Linked DNA regions of Gossypium hirsutum: region 2 is linked to region 1. A link is a contact called in public Hi-C data. All regions are on one chromosome and are shown on one strand. Each heading gives the region's core, a stretch centred on a gene start, on an enhancer-like site or on the middle of the called end of the contact. The rest is flanking DNA. Distances are from core to core; before and after follow the strand shown. Region 1 holds the start of LOC107904659 (transcription factor BEE 3). Region 2 holds the start of LOC107924352 (lipase member N).

Region 1 (7,498 bases), core at 2,235-4,734:
TGGTGGGCCTATTATTGAGTTCCAAAGCCCAAAATTATTTAGCAAATTGACGTCCTGAAATCAATACGCATCCCGCATCTAATTTAAAGTCCAATTTTAATTTTAAGATCCAAAGATATAAAGGCCCAAGACATGGAATTTAAGCAGGTTTTAAAAAGCGTAAAATACATCTAGCGTCACTCAACTATTAATAAATTTACATTTTAGTTACTCAATTTTAAAAAGTTAAATGGTCACCGAATTATTCAATTTTTTGTTTAGTCACTAGGTTGTTAAATTCGTTATTGTATGGCATTTTTTGTCCGTAGCGTCTGCACTAATCAAAAGCTTTTTTTTCTCTTCACGTTTATAGTTCAATTTTTTTTTCATGAAACAACTTTGAACATCGTGAATTTTCAAACCAATTTCCAAACACTTTTCTTCTCCGATCTCTGACATTGGCCGTTAGATTAACTTAGATCTAAAATATGTTATACTATTTGTCAATGAATAATGATCTATTGTACCAATTGTCGAATTGTCACTTTAAGCTTGCTAACTAGACTTTTGAAAAATAAAAATTTAACAGCCCAATGATTTAAATAAAAACTATTGAATAGTTCAATAACTTAAATGAAAACTTTCAGATAGTTCAAAAACCATTTTATAACTTTTTTTTAAAATTAAATGACCAAAATATAAACTTACTAATAATTTAGTGACATTTCATAATTTACCCTTAATTTAATTTTTTTATTATAAATCTCAAATAATCAACTTTGATTCAATTTATAAAACATTATACATGAACTTCAATTGATGCAATTATACATATAAAAAATTAATTTTACTTCAATTATACATATAAATTTTTAATTTTTATTTAATTATACATATTTTAAAAAATAAAAAAACACAGTTACGTATTTACTTTCATATTAGATAAAAATGATCATATGTATATGTTGATAACAATAATATTAATTTCTTTTTTCTCCATCACACCAAACATAGTGTTAAAGATTGTCGTAGTTATGGTCCCCATAACTTGGAACTAACGTGTACTTACTTCCAAGTGTTTATGCCTCAAAAAATTTATATTCCTAAAGTCAAACAAATCCTATTTTGGGTGGAAGAACACTTAAAATTGAGTAAAATGGGTTGCTTAAATTGTTAAGAGTTTTGGTACCATGGGAATCTATCGTCATTATTATTATTGAGCCACCAATTTCCTACTTTCTGTTAAATTCCTCAAACACTATCCAAATTTGCTTCAATTTTACAAATTATTTTTAAAATTATATATATCTATAGCTAAACTGCTACTGTTTATCTTGTCTTGTTTTTAATGGAAACCTATCGATTTATGCTTTTAGTAGGGACTATGAAATTTTGATTCCTCTTTTTTCTAATTTAAACGTGATTTGATAAATAAATAAATAAATTCAACAATAATGTAAAATTGATTGAATAAATTATTTTAAATTTATCCGAATAGTTTACTTGAATTGATCCGACTTAAGTTTTTATATAAAGTATAATTAAATTAATTTATATATACTTTTATTTTTATTTTAAAATTGTTACTATTTATGTAATTTCATAAATATTATCTCATTGAAGTGCGATTTACCTTGAATTTATAATGGATTCATAAGAAAAATTGAATTCAGAGTTAATACTTTATAATATTTTATGGCATGTTTCAATACTTAAAATTAAATAAAATTTTATAATGTCTAATTCCATTTCCTATGTTGAATAGAAATTCATTTAAACACAAATTGATTGATTAATTAAATTATTTAAAATTAAAATAAATAAATTGGAAAAAAAACCTAAATTTGAATAACATTAAGTCAAATATAAAATTTAAATGATAAAAACTTAAAATAACTCACATTTTACATAATTATTTGTATTATTTAAAAAAATTCTAAATTAGAATATACTATTTTATGTTTATTTATATATGGACACGAAACTAAAGGATATAGGCATAAACGACATCGGAAAAGGACAACGTGCCCATGCAACTTGGTCTGCTAATATTATTGTTGGCCGCGTTAAGCTTCAAGCGGTCGGCACAAAAGAAGCCAACATTAATTACTTAATTGAAAGGTAAATCTAAAATTTATATCGAGTATTTTATTTGTATGAATTTTATTTTTATATTAAAATTAAAAAATACAAATAACAAATTTCGATTATAACTATTTGTAAAATATACAAGGAAGAGTAAATGGGGTCAATTTTCTGATGAGTGGAGCTGAGATTATTTTATTTTTATTGTTTAGTTTCACTTTTATGTCTTTGTAGTCAAGTAAAGCTTTTTTTTTTTCCTTTTTTTTTTATAGATATGTTCACATGATTAGATAAAAAAATATAAAACATATCTACACAAGTTATCAAATATGATCAAATGATTGCATGGAAGCTATGCATTTAAAGTATTATTGGTAAATTTTGAATTTTAGTGCTTTTTATTTTAAGTAATTTATTTTTTTTTATTTTAAAATTTTAAATGTAATTTCAATTGTTAATATTGTTAAAGTTTTTTATTAAATTTATTAGTGTGATATTTTGAAATAAAAAAAAATTCACTTGGTGTCATGCAACACCTGGATTTAATAGATAAATTTTAACGGTATTAATAATTAAATTTGTATTTTTAAATCCAAAAATAAAAGGATTAAATTCATTGAAATAAAAACAAGAGGACTAAATTCAAAATGTATGAATAGTATAAAGACTAGAAGTACATTTTAACCAAATATTTACATGCATGTAGAGGTGTTTATGAGCTAATATTAAATTGGGCTTAAGTATGCTATTAACACATTTTATGAATTTTATGAATGATTAATTGAAAGTGATTCTAGACTTGCTTGTCCAAACCTATCCATTGAAAATGATTAACCTAAACTTATTTTTACGCTTGCTCATCTTTTTTTTCTTTTGAAAATATTTATATTTTTAATTTAACAATTAATAATATTATATTATTCATTAATTAAAATTTTAGACAAGACTAATCAAGTCCAATCTCATATTATTTTAAGCTTGCCCATTCTAAATCAGCTCGAACTAAGCTCAAGCTTTAGATGTTTAAATTTAAGCTTAACTTATATTTTTTAAACTTTTACCTAAATTTATTTTTTAAATCTAATATTTTTACTTAAAACTCTGGGGAGAGCAATTTTCAATTAAATTAACTTAATTGATTTAGTTTATTTTGATTTAGGCATTTTGTGTGGTTATTTTAATTGGTTATCTATTGTTAAAATTTTAAATTAATTCGACTAAAAGTTTAACTTAATTTAATACATATCATTTAAGCCAAATAATTAAAGTCGATTAACTCACTGAACTAAAGTTAATTTAATTATGTTGATTGTTGAGTTTTAATTTGATGAATAGATTATAATCAATTAAATAGGTCTAATAAAAAAAAACTGATGTAATTTTCTAAAAGGCCGAATGCTCTCCTCTATATAAACCTTCTCAATTTCGGGTCCAACTTCGAGTTTTATCATGCATTAAATTTTGATCTCACATTATAAATACTACTCCCATTTCTTATCATCCGAAACACCCATTCGATTGTATTCCCACCCTCCAAAAAAAAAAAAAAGCAAAAAAACTCATGGCTGATTTCACATTCTTGGATATTGATCCTACCATGGAATTACTTGACCAATTCCCTGAACTAAAATCCTTGAATTATCAAAGCTTTTCACCTTTCTCCACCACTGACAACAACCTGTTCAACAATCAAGCTCAAAATATCCCAACCATTAATAACCGGCGAGAAGAAGATAATAACTTACCAGATTTTACCCACAATTCAGTACCATCAGTTTCTCAGCCAATTTTCAGACCTGGAAATGAATTCCATGAAGAAACCCACAAGAGAAAAGAATTGGATTTCGCATGGGAAACTAGTTTCTGGAATTCATCGTCTCCCCATGTTTATGAAACTGAGATCAACATAAGAAACGTAAACACGTATATGATGTTCTGAAATCATTTTCTTGAATTCTCTTTTCATTTTTTTTAGTGTTTTTTGGTTTTACTGTCTTGAAGAATCCAGGAAGAGGGAACAGAGCAAAAAACAATGGCAAGGAAGAAGATAAACCAAAAGAAGTGGTTCATGTTAGAGCTAGACGAGGTCAAGCTACTAATAGTCACTGTGTTGCAGAAAGGGTTATATACTTATAACTCAATTTCCTTTCTCATGAAATTCGATATTGCTGGGTACCAAGTACTTCAGTAGAAGTCTTCGAAGTGTCGTTCTTCAAGTAGCTGACTCGGCCCCTCAGCAACTAAATGTATTGCTTCAGCGTCATGATTTTATCCCTAACCTCCATGTAGAGCTGTATACAATTCATGGAAAGAGATGTCTTGACTGGTGTAAATAAGTATCTGCAAAACTCAGAAAAGGTGTCTATATAAGGCGTAAGAATAATAATGGAGTTATCTGAATGCCGGACAACTCAAACCACCAACCAATGCTTAAAAGCACCTTGGTTGGTAGGTAGAGTCGCGGGATGCTCATGTAATTCCATTATATTCACACGTCCTATATAGATATCTTTCTCAAATCCTGCAGGTACCTATCTCCATCAATTAAGACGTCCCCTCCATAAATTATACACAACGTGAAAATTGAGAACAAAACTGTAACACGCCTTTAGTTGTTGGGGGACCGAATTGGCTGTCTGAAGAACAACACTTCAAAGGTCGATAATGAAAATGAAGCATCTTCTTTTCTGCCAAACAGGTTAGAAGAGGGAAAATAAATGAGAGACTAAGAAGCTTGCAAGATATAGTCCCAGGGTGCTATAGGGTAATTATTATAATATTATGCTTCGAGTTGCATCATGCATATAGTATAGCAAAAACAACAAAGATCGTACATAATTTTTTTTATTCTGATGTACTGATAATCTGCAGAATATGGGGATGGCAGTAATGTTAGACGAGATAATCAATTATGTCCAGTTCTTGCAGAACCAGATCGAGGTACGTTGAAAAACAAACACATCATTTATTCACAATTTTCGTGCTTTCAAGCCATTTTTCAAGCGAAGGACAATATAGTCAATACATGTACATATGCATGTATGAATGGCTGATAAATTAACAGGAAACAAAAAAACCGAATATCGATTCAAATTAATTTAGTTTCGGTTTATCCGAAAATTCATTTTCTTGCAAAATAATTTTTTTTCAAAATTAAATCCAACCGCATGATTATAATCTTTCATGTATATGAAATATTACAGTTTCTTTCAATGAAATTGACGGCAGCAAGTGCATGCTATGACTTCAACTCAGATTCAGACGATATGGAAACCATGCAGGTGCTTAAATTAATTTCCTAACTACATTTTTTTCCTTTATTCAAAATTTCAAATTCTTTATAATGAATTGAATCTCACAAAATAATTGGTTTCCAATGCATAAAAAAAAATTCATCAGAGGCAAAAAGGTTGAAAAGATTGTTGAAAGAAGGATATACAGGAGGGTCAAAGCTGCTTGCTTTCGCTCATCTCTTTGACTTTAATTTCTAGATGTTATATCTCTCTTTATTCAAGATCATATTATCAAATTAAATAAATATTTTATTAACTAATAATTATAATTTTTAACTAAATAATTCAATTTAAAGGGTTGACCCAATGCCTGAAAGTATCATTAATTGGACTATTTTTTAATTCAGTACATAGCCGAATTTATAATTTACAATTACAAGGTAGGAATAGGAGTTTCGAACAAAACACGGTTTCAAAGTTCAGTCAAAGATGAAAAACATGTATCCAAAAGATTAAGGTACAACTTAAACACAAAAAATTGTCACAGACATAGATTTCTAAACTTCTTACAAGAATATAAAACAGTTGCCACTCTTTTTATGGTGCATTCCCTATATCCAAATAGACAAATTGACACTGTCAATGTGTTGAAAACAATGGCATAAAAACAATATTTCACCAACACAGCTGTTGCCCTTTGAAGCAATTCAAAAATACCAAGCAAAAGGGTATCCCAAGTCCCTATTATCAAGCAAAATGCCATTGCTCTAAATAGGAAACAATGAAATATAATAATTCTCATTGTTTATAAACAAGAGATGATCTTGGAAGAGATCGGCTTTCTTATTGGAAGAAGTCTTTAAAGTGTCACTCTTTGAGCGGTTGATCAGACCCTCAAACAGAGGTATTGTTCTCAAGATATCTATGCTCGATTTTAGTCCCCAGTTTTTGTCTCCCGACTCAACGGAGAGTCCTCAACGGGTTCACGGAGTTTAGTGGGAGTGCTTGATCCAATAATACCAAGTGGTAGTGTTCTTGCCCAATAATGCCTTTTAAGGGCATGGATTTGAACCCCCACTAAAATCTGTGAACTCGTCGACAGCTTTCCGTAAAGTCCGGAGACAAAAACCTGGGGCTAAAAACGAGCATAGGCATCCTGAGAACAATACTTCCATTAAGGGTCCAAGACCGGCCTAGAGAGTGACTTCCTCTCAACATTACTTCTACTCGGGAGAGTATTAGCACCAATACGTGTCCAACAAAGGCATCAATAAGCCAACTCCATGGCATAACACGCCAGCAATTGTATGCTTGCAAGCTTTCTATGGCACTACTAATGAATAAGAAAGAAGGGAAGGCTACAGCATTTTGCATATTATTAAGGCTTGTGTTCTGTTCTTGGGACAGGGAAGGCTATCCCATATCTGGAATTTTCACCTATCAAAGCTTGAATCTTACATTAACTAAGTTTAAGGTTCATTTATTTTAGTTATCAATCCAATAAAAATCAGTATGCAAGGCTCGAAATTCATGTTACAACACTGAGTTTCAATAAAATTTGTGCACGAACCATTTCTGTAGAAACTCACATTGCATTGCAACATCGAATTAAACAGACAACGTTCCAATAGGCATGAGGAGCTTACCATTTTCATTTTGATTAGAGTGATGGTGAATGGACTCATTCTCATTGTTGCTAGAAGAAGAGGGTTCAATAGCACTACTAGCATCGGGTGCCTAATAAAAATAAATGAAGATTTCAACATATATGATACTCATTTCATCACAAACATTGAATGAATGAAACGATATATAGACATACCTTTTTGTTAAGCAAGCGAGAAGTGGCAAACATTAGATTATTCAGATCTTCGCCAGGAAACTGCTTTTAAAAAAAGAAGATAAAATCAACTTCACAACTTCATTCTGTCTTCGAAGCGCAGCTTTCAATTCCTCCCATTCTTCATTTCTTTGCATTGATTGAAAATGCGAAGGACCAGCCTTATCCGAGACGAAGAAGCAACCACTCCTACACAACCACCACGCCCTTTTTTATTCGGTCCTTGAACTTCTGTAATGTTATATACATAAAGAAAAAAGAAATAATTTCAAAAAAAAAAAACTAAGGATACATGAACATGATGATTAATTTTCCAATTGGTGTTTGGATATATACCAAAAGTAAGCTGCTCCAGAGATTT
Region 2 (6,687 bases), core at 1,951-4,450, 140 kb after region 1:
GGGACTTCCATAACTACCCTGCTCTTGGTGGACTAATACAAACCGTACTGAGTTATACCTTTGGGGGAGATAGCTCGAACTGGGTTGGGGTGATGGGATTACCTCATTATAATATGGATGACATGCCAGGGCTCTCACTAGGTGTGATTCACCACCTTGCACAAGTAAAATGGAAGGGAAAATTTGTAATGTATGACCATGGGAATGCATCAGCCAATATGAAGGCTTATGGATCTCCGGTGCCAATAGACTTGGGTGAATATTATTCGCTTATCGATATCCCAATTGATTTGATCGCTGGGCGGAAGGACAAGATAATTAGTGCAGCAATGGTTACAAGGCACTACAAGTTAATGAAGAATGCAAGTGTAGATGTATCATACAAGGAATTTGAGTATGGACACTTAGACTTTACGAAATCGAACCAGGAAGACATCTTAGCTTACGTAATGTCTCGCCTACTGCTCGTGGAGCCTGCTCTAAAGCACCAGTCTAGCCAAAAGAAGACTCTGAAATTGAAGAAGAAAGGACAGGCTAGCTCTTAAAACTCCAATTTACTACTAAAACCATGCGTTTCCACGTGTCTTGTTGTAATTGAATATTGATGATAGTTCATAGATGCATGTTACTGTATGTTAGTTACTAGATTTATATGTCCTTAAACCCCCCCCCCAAAAAAATATATTTATATCATATATAGAGATATATTCTGACCGGGGAAGTCAATTGTTTAATTCAGTGAAAGTGGTGGTTACTGCTTGTTATCTATTTCTTTTCTTTGTGGGGCTTCAAAAACTAATTTGTAGGCTTTGCCTTTGGAAGAGGACGTTTTCTACTTGTATGGTTGTGCAGGTGGTCTTTGTTTTGGTGGAAGAGTGAATATTGGACTCCACATTATCTTACCACTTGGTGGAGCCATCTCAGCCTACCAGCAATGGTATATATCTGAAACCAGGTGTGAATGAAGGCTTTAAACACGTCTTTATCTTTTTGAAGAATTAAATATTGGGGTTAAATTCTATGCAAGTTGTGAATTTAGTGGTAAAAAATCTATGGGAGACATTTTACTAAGAGTTCGATCATACTTTGTCATATTTCCTTAAAAAATGAGTTAAATAGTTTTTGTACGATAAATAAGAGTAAATTAGTGTTTTTTTAATTTAAATTTCATCTATTTCTACTATTAAAACTTAGTTCTTGTACATCAACGTGTACCGGTACACGTGGCACTGTCATGTGTAATTGTTTAGTTATTTTGATCAGTCACGACAGTTTTTATGTAAAAATGGATGAAACTTTTAACAGAAAAAATTAGTTTGCTTTTTGATTTATTGTACAGCGATTAATTTCTCCATTTCTAAATAAATGAGACAAAATATACTCTAATTTTTAATATGATCTATACAATTTAATTTGATTTTTTTATTAGTATTAATATATTAAAAAGGTGATTCTTTGAATCGGTTTAAGCAAGGAAATCAGAAAATATAATTAAAAAGTAACTGGTTCATTTTATTTTTGTTAAAAAATATATTTAATCATATTTCAACTAATTTATTGTATCAGAAACTTTATTATAGTATATATGGGGTTATTTGGCAAACTATTAGAGCATCTGATAATAATCTTATAGTAATATATTAAGAGATATATCATTAAATCCAAATAAATAAATTGCACCAAAATCATGAAATGAAATGAAATGAAAATAATGTAATTAATTTAAAATTTAATGAAAATAATGTAAGAAGAAAATTGTGAATAACATCTCATAAAACATTTTACTAGCAAAGCCTTCTACTCCAAGATTGTGTTACTTAGGTTGCTTCCACTCCACGTCCAAAGGATATGGCAAATTCCAATATTCCAATCTTATCAAACCTTATCTTCTATATCCCATCAATTATTACTTATTTCATATATTTGTTTCAATCATGTCATCATATCCTCATATTTTAACACTCATTATTAACTCATTTTTTTTAATTTTAATTAGAATTATGAAAAACTAAAATTGAATTGTTATCCGAATAATCTGAAAGTTTGATAATTTCTTATTTTAATTAGTATTAAAAAAATAATTTCAATTTTAAGCTCAAAAATATATTTTTTTAGTTTTACCAATTTATTAGTTTCTATATCTTCGATTCTCATTATCTGTGTCGGTTTTAGTTCATTGAATCCAATTTTTTATTTTAGTCTACATTGTACTTATTCTTAATGTATTTGTATTGTAATAATTTAATTTTATTTGGTGGTTACTCAGACAATTCGTATGTAATAGTTTAGTCAACTTGATATAATGGGATTATGAATTTTCACTTGTTTATTTTATTAAGGGTAAATGATAAATTTAATATCTAACATCTATCTATTTGTCATTTTGACCCTAATATTTTTAAGTCACTTTGGATTTCAACTTTCAAAATTTTGTTAATTTTTTTCAAAAAACTTGACTAAATTACTTATTTTTTATAGTATTGATATGACATTTTACGTAACAATATATATGTAATTTATTGCAGATGTAAACATATTCTTGAGAAGAAATTTTAAATTTTTATGAAGTTTATATTAATTATTACATAAGTTAACACACTAGAGTGAAGTTCTTAAAGATTTAATTAATTTTTTATTTAAAAAATAATTTAATTTAATTAAATCTTAAAGATTGAAAATTAAAATAATTAAAAATTAGAATCAAAATTTTAAAAATAGAAGTTAAACTTAATACACATTTTCATACTAATACATTCTCTATTAAATAAATGCCTCCCAAAACTCACGTACTTGAGAACATTGACATCTATTTCACTTGCCTAATGAAAAACCAAAATAACCCTCAAACCGAATCATGAGGCACAAACAAAATTGAAATCAAGATTTTTTAGAAAAAAGGTAAAATTAAACAGAGTCCTAAACAATTTAAACTGAGTTTTAAAAAGGTTCTGTCGAAATCCAACCACGTTTAAAACCCCCGCATTTATGATCTGCAGTGCCGACCAAACATTATCCATATGAATGAGGATCTGACTCGACTTACCCCACGATTCCAGACTCAATTTAGCATCAACTAACATATTTTAATTTTAAAATTTACAAATAATAGTAAATATGTTAAAAATAATTAAATATATTTTAAGATAATAAAAACATACTAACGTGTTAAAAAAGTAATCAATAATACTCGTTTACGTGGGATCTCCCCCGTCCACTCCAAAACTCAAAATAACAGCCCCCTGCTCCGATATTAATTAACCGACTTATTTTCTTTTGACGCCAAATAATCGCCGTTGTAAAAACAATCCCTTATTTATCAATTTCATTCCTTCTCTTTACATTTTTTCTTTTCTAATTTTTTTTCCACCCAATACTCTATTCTTTTCTCTGTCTACGTCTCAGAATTCTACGCGTCCGATTTCGATTTTCTTTTTTAATTGTTCCTAGTTCTGGAAATCGACAGATCGAAATTGTTGTATGTCGGTGGCATTATGCGGCGATTCGTTGACAACGCCCTCGCTGTTACCAAAGAGTGAGCCCTTCTCTTTTTACCTGTCCTTGTATATATACGTGTATGCGTGCGTGTATTTTGGTACATGCATGTGATGAATCGGTTTTCTGTATTTATTTCGTTGTGCGATCATTTTGCTTGCCTATAGAATTTTTTTTTTGGAGATTATTTGATTGATTTGGGGTTTTAGAGGGACCGTTTTTAGGATTTTTATTGGCATTTTTTTTTGGGAGAAGTAGTTGGGAGCTTTTATTAGCTGAATCAAGTTCAAGGAAAAAAAGGGGGAGGGGGAGATCATTTATGGAATCTCCCGTGTTTTCTTTTTTACATATCGGAGTTCTTTTTAATTGAAGCATTCTGAATTGTTATTGTTGCCAAAAGAAGCAAAATAATTACTTTATAATCAAATTGACCCTAATTACCTAATTGTGGAAACCATTTTTCTGAAATAAATAATCAGATGAATTTACTGAAAATATTTAATTTCTTAATTTTTAGAATACGAAGAAAAAGAACCTAGTTTGTAAGCTTAAATAATTTACAATGTTAAATATATATTACTATCCAGAATTAGTTATGGGTAGATGATATTGGGGCTGGTTGAATTTAAAAAAAAAATTGTTGAAAAGCATCTCTTTGGCTGGTTATTGATGACATTAGTAGTTTTTGTTCCTTTTTGTTCTGTTTTGAAGCTTTCTTGAGGCTCCTCCCTTTGAAGCTTGGTGCCATTCAACCTTTTGAACTGCATTTGAGGCTTCTCCTTAACCTTTTTTTTTATACGTAGTATGATGATGATCTCCTTGTGATTGTTGTGGTAATTTATTTGCTTTGCTTGTTCTAAACATCATTCAATTATAATGTATATTTGTTTCCACCCCTTTAGTAAGAGCTAGTTACTGTAATTCATTTCCTAAAGCTTTGGTTATTGGCTCCTTTACTATTTGTTCTTTGATTTGGTTTTATTTTTTTTACTTGCATTGAAAAAAGAGAAGCAAAAATGCCCCCCAAATGTTTCGCTAGTTTTTTTTTCATCATGTTAGAAGATGAGTAACTGATTTGTTTTAATTTTTATGCAGGTCAGTGAAGACTTTTACATATGAGTCTTTGAACAATATTGCAAGGTTGATAAATGGAGTGTCTGCACTTCTATTGGCCATTCTTCTTGGAAAGTCGAATATTCTTGAAGGTGCTCAAGGATGGGAGCTTAGGCCAACTTTTCATGGACCTCGGTTTCCACGCTGGATGGAAAAGTATGTTTTTTTAGTTTTGATGTGAGAAAACATTGCTGAAGTATCATACTTGCCACTTGTAAGCTTAAGTAAAACCTTTTGCTAGCGTGGTTTAATTCATTGACATCATCATTTAAGTTCATAGTTTGCTTCTTAGTTTTGGCTTTTTCTTTGCTTTCTATCAATTATTTATTGGAGAACTAAAAGATTAAATGGGAGAGACTAAACAGGTTCTGATGATTTTCTTGTCAAGATGTTCTGCTGGAGAAGTTTATTTTTTGCTTGCTGACACTAGTGTGTTCTTACATCATAGGTCCAATGTACTCCTATAGAGCCTCTGCTAGTTGGATATAAATATATAATTATCCTGTTAATGATATGACTATATTGAATGTTATCGCATATAAAATTTGCCTATGGCAGCTTTTATTTGGCTGGTCATGGTATGTTGCATGACTGCAGAAGCACAATAGTTTAAATAGAAAGTGGTGTAATCAGAAAATTCTCAGGTTTCCTTCTCTTTTATTTGAAATTGTCATATGAAAAAAAGGGGGGGGGGGAAGAAAAAGAAAAGGAACTACAGATAGGAGTGGGACCCCCGCCCCCTCTCTTTCTCTTTGAGAAACTTAGATTCCTTGATACTACTATCTGCAAAAAGAAACCAAAGTAATAGGATCCATGATGCTACTGCATGCATAAAGAAGCAATGGTAATTTTGTTGCTGCTTGACAATATGTGTTCATGGGCTAAAATCTGAAAATGCTCCTCTTTCTCAATCCTAGTGGTGGAAAAAAGAAAGAAAAGAAAAAAAGACGCACTGATGCACACACACAGAAGAAGATAAATTGTTGAATCTGTGATAAGCAAGTGTCACTCTATACAGCTTCTTTACCATATTAGCTGATTGTAATACCAATTAGTCGTTGACATTTTGACTTTTCTTATTTGTCATAGTGGTGTTTCCTCATTCAACCAGTTCATCCATGAGCTTTCTGTGGATTCTGATTCTTCAAGTGTAGACTATGCTTCTGCAGAAGATGAACCTGATGAAATATACCGTTCAACACCTTCATCACCTTTATCTGATGGATCAGGAACCTGCAGGACAAGCACTCACATCAATCATGATCCACACTGGACAAACTGGGTGGCGTACATATTTTCTTGGATTTTGTTACCTGCTAGGTTTTTGCTGAGGATACCATTTCTTCTTTTCCGTTTGTTAAGTAGTCGGGAATCGAAGGCTTCTTTGGATACAGGAAGTCCCCATCCTAGGACTTTCCATCCCTTTAGGAAAGTACACAGCTCGAAGGACCATGTTGTCCAGCGCACCATTGACAGGAGACGTGGAGTCATTGAGGTTTATACGAGGACTTACATCTTACTGTCTCTTGAATTTTTCTGTTTCCATCACCTTTATTATGATTTTTCCTTAGCTTTTTACTTAACTCACTGCTATGCTATGCCAATCAGGACCTTCATCTAGCAATTGAGATTTTCATAGAAGCCATATTTGATATGTTCCACAAGGCTGCATATTTTGTGTTCTCCCCGTTCGCAGCCTTCAGAATCTTTGGAAAATGGTTCTCATCTCCTAGTGCTGGTGATAAGGATATTGATGATAATGTCTCAAATGCTTCAGTTCCCACTGCTACTCTTGGAGCTAATGATCCATCTCCTAGAGAAAGGAATCTTACACTTCACCATACTCTTAATACTGATGCGCGGACTTGTCGAGATGTCATAACAGAGCTTGGGTAAGTGCAAGGTTATTTTCAAAATTTTCTTTCCTTTCTTCCCCTTTTTTGCCACAGTAATTCTGCTTATGTCTGTTTCTTACCCAATGTTCCTGTTTTAGGTATCCATATGAAGCTATTCATGTCATCACTTCTGATGGATATGTTATCCTTTTAGAAAGATTACCAAGGTATAAGTGTTTATTTTCTT

Evidence for each region. A called contact is a pair of places that touch in the nucleus more often than the background predicts.
Region 2: a contact with region 1 is called in a Hi-C map of leaf, with 2.7 times the contacts expected there. The contact joins the promoter of LOC107924352 here to the promoter of LOC107904659 in region 1. A contact is called at or near these places in 2 of 34 Hi-C or Micro-C datasets (both in leaf).

What each region holds. Positions count from the first base shown.
Region 1 is chrA11:492,526-500,023 of Gossypium_hirsutum_v2.1, forward strand. It overlaps LOC107904659 (transcription factor BEE 3), which reads left to right and starts at 3,485. Exons shown (of 5, transcript XM_041080431.1): 1 at 3,485-3,979; 2 at 4,066-4,185; 3 at 4,936-5,004; 4 at 5,268-5,345; 5 at 5,464-5,617. The coding sequence starts at 3,626. The coding sequence ends at 5,478. It overlaps LOC107904660 (a long non-coding RNA gene), which reads right to left. Exons shown (of 5, transcript XR_005904695.1): 2 at 7,474-7,498; 3 at 7,120-7,368; 4 at 6,944-7,034; 5 at 5,655-5,908.
Region 2 is chrA11:627,823-634,509 of Gossypium_hirsutum_v2.1, forward strand. It overlaps LOC107924352 (lipase member N), which reads left to right and starts at 3,201. Exons shown (of 9, transcript XM_016854752.2): 1 at 3,201-3,532; 2 at 4,588-4,761; 3 at 5,695-6,100; 4 at 6,214-6,497; 5 at 6,599-6,667. The coding sequence starts at 3,492. It overlaps LOC107924245 (lipase 1), which reads left to right. Exons shown (of 9, transcript XM_016854597.2): 9 at 1-768. The coding sequence ends at 545.